Regions from separate parts of the Pan troglodytes genome. Here regions 2 and 3 are each linked to region 1. The links are chromatin contacts, called in public Hi-C and HiChIP or PLAC-seq maps. All regions are on one chromosome and are shown on one strand. The core of a region is the stretch at or near the end of the contact, and the rest is flanking DNA. Distances in the headings are between cores, read along the strand shown. Region 1 holds the start of ASB6 (ankyrin repeat and SOCS box containing 6). Region 2 holds the start of TOR1B (torsin family 1 member B). Region 3 holds the start of PTGES (prostaglandin E synthase).

Region 1 (4,849 bases), core at 1,696-4,195:
AAGGTGCAGACACAGCTCATGTGGGTCCTATCTATCCGCATTCTTATGGGGCCCCCGGACCCAGAGCCCAGCCCCAAACTCCCACCTAAAGTGTCCAGAAGCACAGGCCCAGCCTCCTGTCACCATCACGGGTTAGGACAGAGCTGTCCTCACCAGATACTAGAGGGCCCTCGGGGTATTCTAGTGGGCACACTACTGAAGCTGTTGGGGGCTTCAGTTTCCTCTTCTGTAAGAAGGGACCATAAAACGGGGCGCACCCTCTCAGAATGGCTGGGAGGCCGCGCTACACAGCAGCTCCGGCTGCTCCGCTTTGTAGGCCTGGTGGTAACAGCCAGGTTCTCCAAGCTGGTCTCCAAGTCACTGGCTTCAGAACCGGCCCTCCCGTCTCAGCTCCTTGACCCTCCAGGAGCCCAGCAGACTCCAAGCCCGTCTTCGGATGGGGAAAGGAGACGTGCCTGGCTGTCTCAGGCCCCTATTAGGTCACAAGGCAGCCCTGCCTGTCTCCCGACTAACCCTGCCCTCCCCGGGCTGAAAAACACAGAGAAAGGAGCTCGGCTCCATCTCCATCCCTGGCACTCAGGAGCCAGGAGCCAGGGTGTCCTGTGGTGATTTATGCCTAATGCAGCCTGTTTTCCCCTCTCCCTACGGCATGAGAAAAAAAAAACACAAATTGGCTCAGAGTAAGTAGCAGAAAATTACCTTCCCTTAGCTCTGGGCACAGTGCCAGCAGCCGCATTTTTGCATTAATGGAAGTAGGGATTAATCTGGGAGCTGGGGAAAGTTTGCTAATCAATCACATGGTAGAAGCAGCAACACTCGCTCTTGGAACAGAGGTGGGAAGAGCCATGTGAAAACCCGCAGGGGGTGGGAGGCCACCCAATGGGAGTTTCCTTAGTTGCAGCCACCCAGGAAATAAAGGGGGGGAAGTCACTCCTCAGAGAATGGTAGAAGCCAAGGCTGGGGACATGGGCGCCCACCCAGCGTCGGGCCGCGTTTAAGCCACCTGCCCACCCCCGGGGCTCTCGCTGACCTTCAAAGTTGAGATTGGCCCCATGCCGCAAGAGAACGTCGGCCGCCCGCGTCAGCCCCAGCTCAGCCATCTTGAGCAGGGCGTTGCTCACGCCTTCCTGGTAAAAGGGAGAGTGGGCTTTCCTCTCCAGCAGCTCAGTGAGAACAAGGATTCGGCTTTCCTCGCTGGCGACATAACTGGGCCTGGGACAGGAGAGAGGCTGAGGGTAGGCACAGCTGTGGGACCGGGTGACCGCGCAGCCTGTGGGTTGGTGGGCTTTAGTCCTGCTATCATCATCAGCAAGCAGGGCCCTGGCTCTGTGGGTCACAGGGGCTTGGGGGAAGCTCTGAAGTAGAGAGAGGGCCACGCTGCATCTCTTAAGACGGGAGCAGACTGGGATTTGCGGAGAATGGGCTGGGTCTGTCTGCGCTCTCCTCCCGCGTTGCCCAGAGTCTGGTCGCAGACTTAGGTACAAAGCCTCACACAGCTGGGCTGCTGGGACTGAAGGGACCACCAGCCTGGAGGCCAAGAGCCCAAGCCCGACTTTGATGCTTCTTCCTCAGAAAGCCCTTCCATCCTCAAACCTGCAGGACCCCAGCCCCGGCAACACCTGCAGCCAGGACAGCAACACAGCCTCCTCCCTCCCCTCACATTGAGACCTTCAGCTGATATTGATGAAGAAAGCCTACGTTTCTACCAGAGTCCCTGGATGGCGAGACTCATCATTACCACGTGTTGGAAATTCCAACTGACAACCCCCTCAACACCTGAGCCGAGCCCCTTCCTTCTGCTCTCCCCTCCCTTCCACCTCGCGTGCCGCCGTACAATTACTTGTCAGTCTCTCCTCTGGAGCACACGCGCCAAGAAGGCGGGGGTTTTGCTGAGCCACTGATGGACCCCAAGTGCCTAGTACCATGGGCAGTGAATGCAGATTCGCTCCCGACACCTTTCCTGCAGGTCCACGACAGACCAGCTCTTGTCTATAAAAACGCAAACTCTGCTACAAAAGCCCACCTTCACACTGCTCTGGGGTAACATCTGAGGCCTCACGGATTCCACCCTGCTCCTCTGCCACGCCGGGGGGGTGGCACAGGACAGGCAGGCGACAGGGTGGGGCTGAGGCGCAGGCCCTGCGACAACCCGCGGGCCTCCGCCCTCGGGCCCTCCTCGCCCTTCGTCTCCGCCATGCAAGGGGCAGGAGTGGGATCCGCGCGGGGCAGCGAGCACTCCGAGCCACGCAACCCCGGCTTCCGCCCGTCCCTTCCTCTGTCAAGGGGGACGCATCCACCCCGCCCGGCTTGTGGTGATAAAGTGGGACGCTGCGGGGTCGGAGCGGCCTCGGCCAGCTCACGGGAGGGGGTGAGTTACCGGTCCAGAGACTCCTGCCGCTCGGGGTCCTGGATCCCCAGGGAGCCCAGAATCGCATCCACCAGCGGCTGGTACTCGAAAATGATCCTCCGGAAGCCGTGCAGGAACGGCATCGCCGTGGGCCCCGCGCAGCAGGGCGGTCGCGCTTTCTGCCGAGGCCGAGATGCCCAGACGCCGACCGGAACGCTCCGGCGGCCGCGGACCCCACCTGCTCCGCCAGTCCAGCCCCTGCGCCCGGCCGGGTCCGCTCCTCAGTCCAAGCCGCGCCCCCGCCGGAAGTGACCCTCGTACTTCCTGCCCGCGCCGACTCAGGGTGGGCCACATGGCGACAGCGCCCCCTGCGGGCTCGGAGGACCTCGGCGCGTCCTGGGGCACGACCGCCAGGCCGACTCGGACGATGTCCAGTGGGCGGCCCCAGCGGAGTCGGGGAGTGGAGGATCGAGCCAAGCCAGATCCGAGACTCAGGCGGGTCCGCCCCTTCCTGCCAGGGCCCGGCCCGGCTCGGCTTCGCCCTGCGATCCCGCCCGCGACCGCTGGGCGCCGTCCGAGTTCCGCCGGTCGTGCTCTCGGCCCTGCCGCTGCCCCACTGGCCCTGGGCGCCCCTGAGAGCTGAGGTCATCAGACACTGCCCCTTCCGGTTCGGGCTGGCCCTCGCCTTCCGTGAAGAGGGGCTGGGCCACCTCTGTCACCACCCGGCCCGCTGACTGGAATGATGAGGACCAGGGTACTCGCACGTCCCCTCCTCAGTTTCTTATTCTCTGTCCCGGGGAGCACCTGGCCAGGACGGCTGCTAGCCCTCTCCACCTCTGCCTTGATGGACTCAGTGAATCTTGTTTTTTGTTGTTGTTGTTTTTGTTTTTTGGGGGGACGTAGTCTCGCTCTGTCGCCCAGGCTGGAGTGCAATGGCACGATCTCGGCTCACTGCAACCTCCGCCTCCCGGGTTCAAGCGATTCTCCTGCCTCAGCCTCCCGAGTAGCTGGGATTACAGGCGCTGGCCACCACGCCCAGCTTATTCTTGTATTTTTAGTAGAGACAGGGTTTCACCATATTGGCCAGGCTGGTCTCGAACTCCTGACCTCGTGATCCTCCCACCTCGGCCTCCCAAAGTGCTGGGATTACAGGCATGAGCCACGGTGCCCAGCCCGAATCTTGTGTATTTTTTAGAGACAGGGTCTCACTCTGTCTCCCAGGCTGGAGTGTAGTGTAGTGATCATGACTCACTGCAGCTTTGAACCCCTGGGCTCAGGTGATCCTCCCACCTCAGCCTCCTGAGAAGCTGGGAACACAGGAGTGTGCTACCGCCTGTCTCTGAACTTGGATTTCCCCATCTGTAAAATGGGTAGAATCCCCAGCACTTTGAGAGGCCGAGGCAGGTGGATCACCTGAGGTCAGAAGTTCGAAGCTGCAGACCGGCCTGGCCAATATGATGAAACCCTGTCTCTACTAAAAATACAAAAATTCCCCGGGCGTGGTGGCAGGCGCCTGTAATCCCAGCTACTTGGGAGGCTGAGGCAGGAGAATTGCTTGAACCCGGGAGGCGGAGGTTGCAGTGAGTGGAGATCGCACCATCACACTCCAGCCTGGGCAATAAGAACGAAACTCTGTCTCAAAAAAAAAAAAAAAAAAGTATAATCACACTCACCTGAGATGCTGGAGCCAGCGCACTGTAATTGTTGGTGGAAGTGGAATTCAGTGGGAAGGAGCCAAAACCCTCTGGTTCAGGAAGGAGGGGCGGAGTGGGCAGCCGGGTTTAAGCCCCTTTAGGACAACACCAGCTTGGGCTTCCTAGACGCAGCTCCAGGCCGCAGAGTCCACAGCTGCCAGCACATTTCTGCCTTGGTTCTCACTGCAGGAAAGAAATTTCTCCCTGGGTGAAATCGGGAAATTCTGCTCACATGGAAATGGACATTTCCAGCTTGCCTTGGAAAAACCACTTTTCTGGAGTCGAGGCACCTCCCCTTGGGCCACGCATTTGAGCCTCCTCTCCCATCTGGAGTCTGCGGGGGAGGCCTTGATGCCTTCTTGCTTCTGGGAAGCTGACGATGAAGAGGGGTTTCCCGCCCCAGCAGTCCACATCACAGCGTTGGCCTCCTGGGCCTTGCTCTGCCAAGTTGGGCCCCTCTCCCTGGAACCTGCCAGACAGCGAGAGTTGCCCAGCCCAGGAAAAAAACATTTAAAGGCTCATTTCAAGACAATCCGATGGGTCTTAGAGTAAACATTTTTATATTTATTTATTTATTATTATTATTTTTTTTTTTCAGACGGAGTCTCACTCTGTTGCCTAAGCTGGAGTGCAGTGGCAGGATCTCGGCTCACTGCAACCTCCAACCCCTGGGTTCAAGCCTACCAGGTAGCTGGAATTACAGGCATGCGCTACCACGCCAGGCTAATTTTTGTATTTTTAGTAGAGACGGGGTTTCACCATGTTGGCCAGGCTATTCTCGAACTCCTGACCTCAGGTGATCCACCCG
Region 2 (4,849 bases), core at 1,142-3,641, 160 kb after region 1:
TTTTTTTTTCTTTTTTTTTGAGACGGAGTCTTGCTCTGTCGCCCAGGCTGGAATGCAGTGGCGCAATCTTGGCTCACTGCAACCTCTGCCTCCTGGGTTCAAGCCATTTTCCTGTCTCAGCCTCCCGAGTACCTGGGATTACAGGCGCGCACCACCACACCTGGCTAATTTTTGTATTTTTTGTAGAGACGGGATTTCACCATGTTGGCCAGGCTGGTCTCGAACTCCTGACCTCAGGTGATCTGCCTGCCTCGGCCTCCCAAAGTCCTGGGATTACAGGCAGGAGCCAGTGCGTCTGGCCCTTCCATTCATTCTTTAGATCGCAACTGAGATAGGGAGGAGAAGATCCCTCCCCACCCACAGGCCTCTGTGCATCCTGCATTACAGCCTTGGCCCACCCTGGACATAAGCTGCCTGCTTGCTCATCTATCTCCCTGACTAGTTACCTGGACCACGGCAACAGCCTCTTCACTGGCTCTCTGCCTTCCATTTCTTGTGAACCCAGCAGCCAGAATGATCTCTGATCTGACCATGTTGCTTCCTGTGTAAAACCCTCTGTGGCTCCCTATTACCCCCCAGAACAGAGGCCAAACTCCTTACAACATTCGCAAGGACTTCACCTTCCAGTCTCTGCCTGATTCTTCATCCCTATCTCTCACCACCTTCCGCCATGTGGAATCCTTTCAGTTCTCCAAACTGACTGTTGTTTTCTGCCTAAAACACTCTACTCATTTTTTGCCTGGCCTAACTCCCTCAGTGCCCAGCTTAGACAAAAGCCTTCCCTGTACCACTGTCCTATACTTCTCTGCCCACTCAGCATTGAGTCTCACCCCTTTGTCGGCCTCCCCCATAGACCGTCAGCTCTGAGAGGGCAGGGGCCAGCCAACTCCGTCCCCTCCTCTGCTGTCGTTCCTGGCATCCAGCAAGGGGCCTGCCACCTAGCGTGCTGAATGAAAGAATGGACCTCGGGGTTTCAGTGTGGAAGCCTGGGCAGGTCTGTCTTGGGGCCGCTGCATCCCCAGTGCTCAGTCTAGGGCGCAGCACGGAGAGTTCGCAACTGTTTCAGGAAGAAGGCAGGCGGGTGGGCCGACCCAAGAAACGCACATTATACCTCCGGCGAAGTGAAGGGAGGGATAACAAAGCAAAGCTTGAGGGCTCCGAGAAGCTCTGAAGAAAACAAATCCAGCCATAAGCCCACTCCTGTAACCCCAGGCTTTGGAAGACGGAGGCAGGTAGATCGCTTGAGGTCAGGAGTTCGAGACCAGCTTGGGCCACATGGCGAAACCCCGTCTCTACTAAAAACACAAAACTTGGCTGGGCGTGTTGGCGGGCACCTATAATCCCAGCTACTCCAGCAGCTGAGATGGGAGAATCGCTTGAACCTGGGAGGAAGAGTTTGCAGCGAGCCGAGATCCTGCCACTGCGCTCCAGCCTGGGCGACAGAGCCAGACCCTGTCCCCAATATACATATTAGATAAGAAAAAAATATAAGAAAGTTAAAAAAAAATTTTTTTTGGCTTTTTTTTTTTTTTTTTGAGACGGAGTCTCGCTCTGTCGTCCAGGCTGGAGTGCAGTGGCACGATCTCGGCTCACTGCAAGCTCCGCCTCCCAGGTTCACGCCATTCTCCTGCCTCAGCCTCCCGAGTAGCTGGGACTACAGGCGCCCGCCACCTTGCCCGGCTGATTTTTTGTATTTTTCGTAGTGATGGGATTTCACTGTGTTAGCCAGGATGGTCTTGATCTCCTGACCTCGTGATCCGCCTGCCTCGGCCTCCCAAAGTGCTGGGATTACAGGCGTGAGCCGCCGCGCCCGGCCAGCCTTTTTTTTTTTTTGAGACAGTTTCGCTCTTGTCGCCCAGGTTGGAGTGCAGTGGCACGATCTCGGCTAACTGCAACCTCCACCTCCTGGGTTCAAGAGATTCTCCTGCCTCAACCTCCCGAGTAGCTGGGATTACAGGCGCCCGCCACCACACCCGTCTAATTTTTTGTATTTTTAGTAGAGACGGGGTTTCGCCACGTTGAGCAGGCTGGTCTCGAACTCCTGACATCAGGTGATCCGCCGGCTTCAGCTTCCCAAAGTGCTGGGATTACAGGCGTGAGCCACGGCGCCCGGCCAAAAAAAAAAAAATTTTTTTTTTTTTTTTTGAGATATTTTTTCACTCTTGTTGCCCAGGCTGGAGTGCAATGGCGTGATCTTGGCTCGGCCTCCCAAAGTCCTGGGATTACAGGCGTGAGCCACTGCGCCCGGCCCGAAAAAATTTTTTTAAAAGAAAAGGGAAACAAAACAGTCTCCTACACCTTCGGACCACTCACAAGAACGATGGCACCGCCCTGCTCTCCGCCCCTCACCAACATGGCCGCCCCCAAGGGAGTGGGCGGGTCTGCGGGGCGGAAGTGACGCACGGACGGAAGTCCGTCCTGCCGCTTGGCCGCGGGGCGCCTGGCTCAGTGGCTTCTGCGGGCTTCGAGGAGCGGGATGTTGCGGGCTGGGTGGCTCCGGGGTGCCGCGGCGCTGGCGCTGCTGCTGGCGGCCCGAGTGGTGGCGGCGTTCGAGCCCATCACCGTGGGCCTAGCCATCGGGGCCGCGTCGGCCATCACCGGCTACCTGTCCTACAATGACATCTACTGCCGCTTCGCCGAGTGCTGCCGCGAGGATCGGCCGCTCAACGCTTCGGGTACGGCGCGCGCGCGAGCTGTGGGTCGGCGCTGCGGGGGGCGCGGGGGCGCGGAGGGACGGCCTCGTGGGCGCCTGGCACGGACCGGGCCCGTGGCATCTAGACGGCAGTGGTCCCAGCTGGGGTGGGCGGGGAGCGGATGGGGCGACCCCGGAACCGTTCGCGGGAACGCAGAAGCGGTGCCTTCGCAAACAGTCTCCAGATCGTGGGGCTGCCCCAGCGCCTTTCTAAAGCTCCCGTTCCTGGGGATCACAGGCGGAAGAAACGGAAAGTAGGTGGGCGGCCCTTCTGCGCCCTGCCAACCCTATTAAGTAGCTTTCAGACGTGCTGCGTCGCCCAGAAAGCCCACATTTGGCCCCTGGTTTTCCTGCAGGTCAGCAGGGGTGGCTGGGATTAGCAAGCGCTCAGTCAAGCGATGGTTCATCTCTGAATGAATGAACATTTAGCTTCCTTATCAGACCCCGAAGCGTTAAGGACCTCCACATACTCTTGAAAGTGGCATCGTTTGACTGCCTCGGCCCTAGGGTTTGGCAGACACCCTGCTGTGTCCCTGGATAATCTGTGCTTCTTGCTTTGGCTAGCTAAGAAAGTGCTGCGTTGCTGATGCATTTTTAAGGTCTGTTTCTCTCTTTGTTCTGGGGCTGTTCTTGCAGCTCTCAAGCTGGATTTGGAGGAGAAGCTGTTTGGACAGCATCTAGCCACGGAAGTGATTTTCAAGGCGCTGACTGGCTTCAGGAACAACAAAAATCCCAAGAAACCACTGACCCTTTCCTTACACGGCTGGGCTGGCACAGGCAAGAATTTTGTCAGTCAAATTGTGGCTGAAAATCTTCACCCAAAAGGTCTGAAGAGTAACTTTGTCCACCTGTTTGTATCGACTCTGCACTTCCCTCATGAGCAGAAGATAAAACTGTACCAGGCAAGAGAACCCGCTATTATCTCGTCCGCAGGCCAGTCGGACTGGTCCGGGTGACCTGCTCACTAACTCTGGCCTCTGCTTCTCTTTCCTTTGTGTTGCTGTAGCCCCCGGCTCCACTGAGTTAAGGCACACTTAGTCCAGGTAGTTACAAAGCTCTCCTACAGCATTTCTCTTACTTGGTTCCAAAACAGTCCAGTGGGGTAGGGGATGTTATTTCCATTAAAAGATGGGGAGCCAAGGGCCTGGCGCCGTGGCTCACGCCTGTAATCCCAGCACTTTGGGGAAGCCGAGGCGGGCAGATCATTTGAGGCCAGGAGTTTGAGACCAGCCTGGCCAACATGGTGAAACCCCATCTCTACCTAAAAGTACAAAAATTACCTGGGCACGGTGGCACGCACCTGTAATCCCAGCTACTTGGGAGGCTGAGGCAGGAGAATCGCTTGAACCTGGGTGGCAGAGGTTGCAGTGAGCTGAGATCGCGCCACTGTACTCGGTCTCAAAAAAAAAAAAAAGGCCAGGCGCAGTGGCTCACGCCTGTAATCCCAGCACTTTCGGAGGCCGAGGGGGGCGGATCACGAGGTCAGGAGATCGAGACCATCCTGGCTAACACAGTGAGACCCCGTCTCTACTAAAAATACAAAAAATTAGCCGGGCATGGTGGCGGGCGCCTGTTGTCCCAGCTACTCGGGAGGCTGAGGCAGGAGAATGGCGTGAACCTGGGAGGCGGAGCTTGCAGTGAGCCGAGATCGCGCCACTGCACTCCAGCCTGGGCGACACAGTGAGACTGTGTCTCAAAAAAAAAAAAAGGGGGGGGATGTAGTCAGGGCCAGGTGCAGTGGCTCACGCCTGTAATCCTAGCACTTTGGGATCCGCCAAGGCGGGCAGATCACCTGAGGTCGGGAGTTCGAGACCAGCCTGACCAACATGGAGAAACCCCGTCTCTACTGAAAATACAAAATTAGCCGAGTGTGATGGCGTGCGCCTGTAATTCAAGCTACTTGGGAGGCTGAGGCAGGAGAATCGCTTGAACCCAGGAGGCGGAGGTTGCAGTCAGCTGAGATTGTGCCACTGCACCCCAGCCTGGGCAACAGAGTGAGACTCTGTCTCAAAAAAAAAAGAAAAAAAAAAAAAAGATGGAGCCTGGAGCCGAGAGGCAAGGTGACTTACTCCTACAATCTTTGTAGCAGAACAGGACCTTTGTAGCAGAACCAAAACCTCCCAACTCCCAGTTGACATGGTAGCCACCTTCTCTGGT
Region 3 (4,849 bases), core at 658-3,157, 140 kb after region 1:
GGGTACTTAGGGTAAAATGATATTTTCTGTGCAAGCCCCTCATTGCTTCCCTGTCTCTCCCATCCCCTAACTCCACCACCACGAAGGCCTCCCTGCTCTCACCCCCTCCAAGAGCTGGATTTTCCCTGGCACAGAGAGCATAGCACCGACCCAGACAAGCCCTTTGCCACATGCGTCCTGCCAGGCATGATTCTGGCCACAAGGACGCATCAACTGCCACTGGAGCTGTGGGTGTGTTGTCACTGTGAAGCACATTGCTGCAGCAGCTGAGAGGAGAGACCAACCAGCACCCTGGGGAGGGGGCTGCATGCAGAGGTTGGGAAGTCACACTTTGGCTTCAAGCCAAGCAGAAGATCTGGCCCAAGAAAACAGGCTCATACCTCCTGGACAGGGTGGCCAAGAGACAGAGCTTCAGCTCAGGCTGGGACGCCAATTGGGCAATAAAATTAATGACAATAATTATTATTATATAACAATGTTGATGACATTACTGGCCAACTTTACCTGCCAGACACTATGCTTGGTGCTTTATGTAGATCAGTTCATTGTCCTCATGTAGCAATCCTAGGAGGTGGGTCTATTATTATCTCTATCTTATTTTATTTTATTTTATATTTTTTAGAGGCAGAGTCTTGCTCTGTCACCCAGGCTGGAGTGCAATGGTGTGATCTTGGCTCACTGCAACCTCTGCCTCCCAGTCTCAAGCAATTCTCCTGCCTCAGCCTCCCGAGTAGCCGGGACTTCAGGTGCGTGCCACCACACCTGGCTAATTTTTTAGTATTTTTTAGTAGAGACAGGGTTTCACCATGTTTGCCAGGCTGGTTTTGAACTCCTGACCTCAGGTGATCCACCTGCCTTGGCCTCCCAAAGTGCTGGGATTACAGGCGTGAGCTACCTCGCCCGGCCTAATATCCCCATTTTAGAGATGAGAAAATTGAGGTTCAGAGGAGTGACATGACTTAACCAATGTCTGTGCTAAACTACAGTAAGATAGATAGATAGATAGATAGATAGATAGATAGATAGATAGATAGATACCTATGTCTAACTACCTACCTACCTATTGACCTATCTACCTACCTACCAACCTGCCTATCTCTCTATCTATGTGATATATATGAAAAAGACTCTTCAGAGAACTGACTCTGCTGATGCCCAGAATAGGGTGCGGGAGACTCATCAAGCTGATCTCCCATGCTGGGCCCAGCTGGATGTTCTGACTTTACCCAGAGTATCCAGATTCCAATTAACTATCTCGGAACCACAGTAAAGGAGCGTGTGCACTATAGTTGATTGCTCAGCCCAGAGCACAGGGCTGGGTAATCTTACTCCCAGAGGGTTCTGAGGTTGGAGCCTGGAATGGACCAGCTGTCTCCCTTGCCATTCAGCCCCACCCCCACCCCTGGAGCCAGGGACTCAAGCAGCCCAGCTTGACAGTCCTGGGAGGCCTGACCCCCGGCTGGGATCTCGTCATCAGCAATGCACCCAGGCTCTGGGGACAGCATGGTCTAGGGCCTCTGAATTGGCCATTATCCTAGAGGGAAGAAATGCTTCTCCCTCCTGGCTGAAAGCTGTCTTTGCTCCCAGTGATCACTTGCTCCCCAGCTCTGCACAGATTGACCCGCACACCTAGGCAGGCAAACACAGCAGTCCTAAGACCAAGAGCCAGGGTGAGGCCCTGGCAGAACAGCCATTGGAATGGGACACCGGAGTGTCCCCAGATGGCGCCCGGGGGTGGGGTGGATCTCTTGCCACAGCAGAGTCTCCAACTGGAGCCTGGGGTTCACCCAAGACAGCCGTGGCCCTCCCTCTCACCACTTACCCCGTCCCCAGGCGCCTCTGCCTGAGCTCATCAGGCAATGACCGCAGTGACGTCACCCGGGAGGCCACGGCCAGCTTGAAATCCAGGGAGCTCCAGGATCCTGCCTGCTCCTCCCTCTCTCTCTAGCATGACTCAGGCAGGGACTGGCCCTGGGCTGCGGAAAGGCTCTCCACTTTTACACAATTGCTTTCCTCACTCAAACCACAGGCCCTGTGGGGGCCCCCTCCTCTGTCTCTCAACCCTCTGCGGTTAGGGTTCAGATGCTGGGCAGATGAAGACCCTGTTTGCTGCGAGAAGCCAAGACCAAGCCTCAGGAAATTGCCACAGTGAAGGGAAGCTTCCTCCAGAGACACCCTCTGCCTTGCACTACTGGGTCCCGTCAGAGCTGCTTCATCCTCCCTCCTCCCTCCTCCTCTTCCCATCTCCTCCTCCCCTTTCCTCTTCTCTAACCAAGAAAGTGACTTGATAACTAAATTCAACTTGTTAGTGACAGGACCTGTGATTTTTCCAAAGGGTTGCTATATTTCTGAAAAACAAAGTCTGGTAGTAGAACATGTGTTCCTTCATTCATTCATTCATGGAGGCATGGAAGAGCAGTTAAAATCACGGTCAGACACCCTGTGGCTGTGTCCCAGCTCCTCTGCCATTCGCCACCTTTGCAACCATGGCCCAGTGACTTCCTGTCATTCCCCCATCCCCTCATCGGGGCTATGGCTCTGGCTTGTTAAGATGAGGCTTGCTGGGGGCTCCCAGCAGTTAGGACCCACCCAGGGCAAGGTGATGATTAGGAGAAAGGCTGAGGCTGGGCGAGGTGGCTCACGCCTGTAATCCCAGCACTTTCGGAGGCCTAGGCGGGAGGATCACATGAGGTCAGGAGTTAGAGACCAGCTTGGCCAACATGGTGAAACCCCATCTCTACTAAAAATACAAAAAATTAGCTGGGCGTGGTGGCCGGCACCTGTAATCCCAGCTACTCAGGAGGCTGAGGCAGGAGAATCGCTTGAACCTGGGAGGCGGAGGTTGCAGTGAGCTGAGATCGTGCCACTGCACTCCAGCCTGGGTGACAGAGCAAGAATCTGTCTCAAAAAAAAAAAGAAAAGAAAAGAAAAGAAAGAGGATGTCTCCAAAGGAGATGGGAGGGTTCTAGAAACCCAAATAGTAGAGTAGTAGAGACAGGCCCCAGGGGTGGAGAGGCCCAGGAAGGCAGATTTCTCCTTAATCACAAGGAAAGAAAGAACATTTTCTAGCAACAGAGAGGCTCTGGGGACATGGGATGCACAGCCTCAGGCCCACCTATCACTGAACATGTTTCAGCGTCCTGCAGAGGAGGGAGGCAGGCCTTGGAAAGTTCAGATTCCCCAAAGAGGAATGCATGGAAGCTTCTTTCCCTGCTGTCTACCTTAGTCAGCTCAGGCTGCCATAATAAAATGCCATTGCCAGGTGTGATGACTCACACCTGTAATCTCAGCACTTCGGAAGCCTGAGGCAGAAGGATCACTTGAACCCAGGAGTTCAGGACCAGCCTGGACAACATAGCAAGACCCCATCCTAAAAAAAAAAAATAGCTAAGCGTGGTGGCATGCACCTGTAGTCCCAGCCACTTGGGATGCTGAAGCAGGAGGATGCCCTGAGCCCAGCCGTTTGAGGCTGCAGGGAGCCATGATGGTACCACTGCACTCCAGCCCAGGTGACAAAACAAGACCTTGGCTCTAAAATAAATAAATAAATAAATAAAATGCCACAGATTGGGTGCTTAAACAACAGGAATTTATTTCTTATGTTTGTGGAGACTGGGAAGTCCAAGATCCAGGTGCCTTCTCACTGTGTCCTTACATGGTGAGAGAGAGTGGAAGGAAGTTCCCTGGTGTCTCTTTTTATAAGGGTACTGATCCAATCTTGAGGGCCCCACCCTCATGACCTTATCAAACCCTAATCACCTCCGAAAGGCCCCAATCTCCAACGCCATCACATTGGGGATTTGGAGTTTGACGCACAAATTCTAGGGGGACACAATTCGGTCCTTAGCAAAAGGCCCCAATGGGTGTCTGCCCTGCCTCTCAGAACTGCACCCCACACCAGCAAAAGGGGGTGGCAACCTCCATGCTAGATTCCAATAGTATGTATGTATACATGTATGTATGTATGTATGTATGTATGTATGTATGTATTTATTTATTGAGATGGAGTTTTGCTCTTGTCACCCGGCTGGAGTGCAGTGGTGCGATCTCAGCTCACTGCAACCTCCACCTCCTGGGTTCAAGCAGTTCGCCTGCTTCAGCCTCCCAAGTAGCTAGGATTACAGGCGCCTGCCACCAGGCGCCAGGGAAAAGACAAAGAAAGAAAAAGAAAGAAGAAAGAAAGAAAAAAGAAAGAGAGAGAGAGAGGGAGAGAGGAAGGAAAGAAGGAAGAAAGAAAGGAAGGAAGAAAAGAAGGGAAGGAGAGAGGGAAGGAAAAGAGACAGAAAGAAAGAAAGAAAGAAAGAAAGAAAGAAAGAAAGAAAGAAAGAAAGAAAGAAAGAAAAAAGAGAGAGAAGGAGGGAGGGAGGGAAGGAAAAGACAGAGAGAGAAAGAGAAAGAAGAAAGAAAGAAAGAGGGAGAGAGGAAGGAAAGAAGGAAGGAAGGAAAGAAGGGAAGGAGGAGGGAGGGAAGGAGGGAGGGAGGGAAGGAAAAGACAGAGAAAGAAAGAGAAAGAAAGAAGAAAGAAAGAGGAGAGAAAGAAAGAGAAAGGAAGGAAGGCAGTGGAGGGAGGAAAGAAGGAAGGCAGGGGAGGGAGGAAGGAAGGAAGGAAGGAAGGATTGATTGATTTTAAAAATGATTATTTAGGGTCAGGCGCGGTGGCCTGTAATCCCAGCACTTTGGGAGGCCGAGGCGGGCGGATCACCTGAGGTCAGGAATTCGAGACCAGCCTGGACAATATGGCAAAATCCCATCTCTACTAAAAACACAAAAATTGGCTGAGCGTGGTGGCCCATGCCTGTAATCCCAGCTACTCAGGAGGCTGAGGAATGAGAATCTCGAACCCAGGAGG

Evidence for each region. Hi-C and Micro-C count contacts between places; a contact is called where the count stands out from the background. HiChIP or PLAC-seq counts read pairs in DNA pulled down with a chosen protein or histone mark.
Region 2: an H3K4me3 HiChIP or PLAC-seq map of stem cell-derived excitatory neurons shows a contact between it and region 1, with 8 times the contacts expected there. The contact joins the promoter of TOR1B here to the promoter of ASB6 in region 1. A contact is called at or near these places in 2 of 7 Hi-C or Micro-C datasets (induced pluripotent stem cells and stem cell-derived neural progenitor cells) and 1 of 1 datasets of contacts at active chromatin or transcription factors (stem cell-derived excitatory neurons).
Region 3: a Hi-C map of induced pluripotent stem cells shows a contact between it and region 1, with 4 times the contacts expected there. The contact joins the promoter of PTGES here to the promoter of ASB6 in region 1. A contact is called at or near these places in 4 of 7 Hi-C or Micro-C datasets (blood, induced pluripotent stem cells and stem cell-derived neural progenitor cells), 1 of 1 datasets of contacts at active chromatin or transcription factors (stem cell-derived excitatory neurons) and 1 of 1 other capture datasets (stem cell-derived neural stem cells).

What each region holds. Positions count from the first base shown.
Region 1 is chr11:8,812,051-8,816,899 of NHGRI_mPanTro3-v2.0_pri, reverse strand. It overlaps ASB6 (ankyrin repeat and SOCS box containing 6), which reads right to left and starts at 2,945. Exons shown (of 6, transcript XM_001163675.6): 1 at 2,378-2,945; 2 at 1,031-1,212. The coding sequence starts at 2,490.
Region 2 is chr11:8,649,923-8,654,771 of NHGRI_mPanTro3-v2.0_pri, reverse strand. TOR1B (torsin family 1 member B) reads left to right here and starts at 2,391. Exons shown (of 5, transcript XM_001164236.8): 1 at 2,391-2,675; 2 at 3,329-3,594. The coding sequence starts at 2,477.
Region 3 is chr11:8,675,695-8,680,543 of NHGRI_mPanTro3-v2.0_pri, reverse strand. PTGES (prostaglandin E synthase) reads right to left here and starts at 1,907. Exons shown (of 4, transcript XM_009457489.5): 1 at 1,823-1,907. The coding sequence starts at 1,853.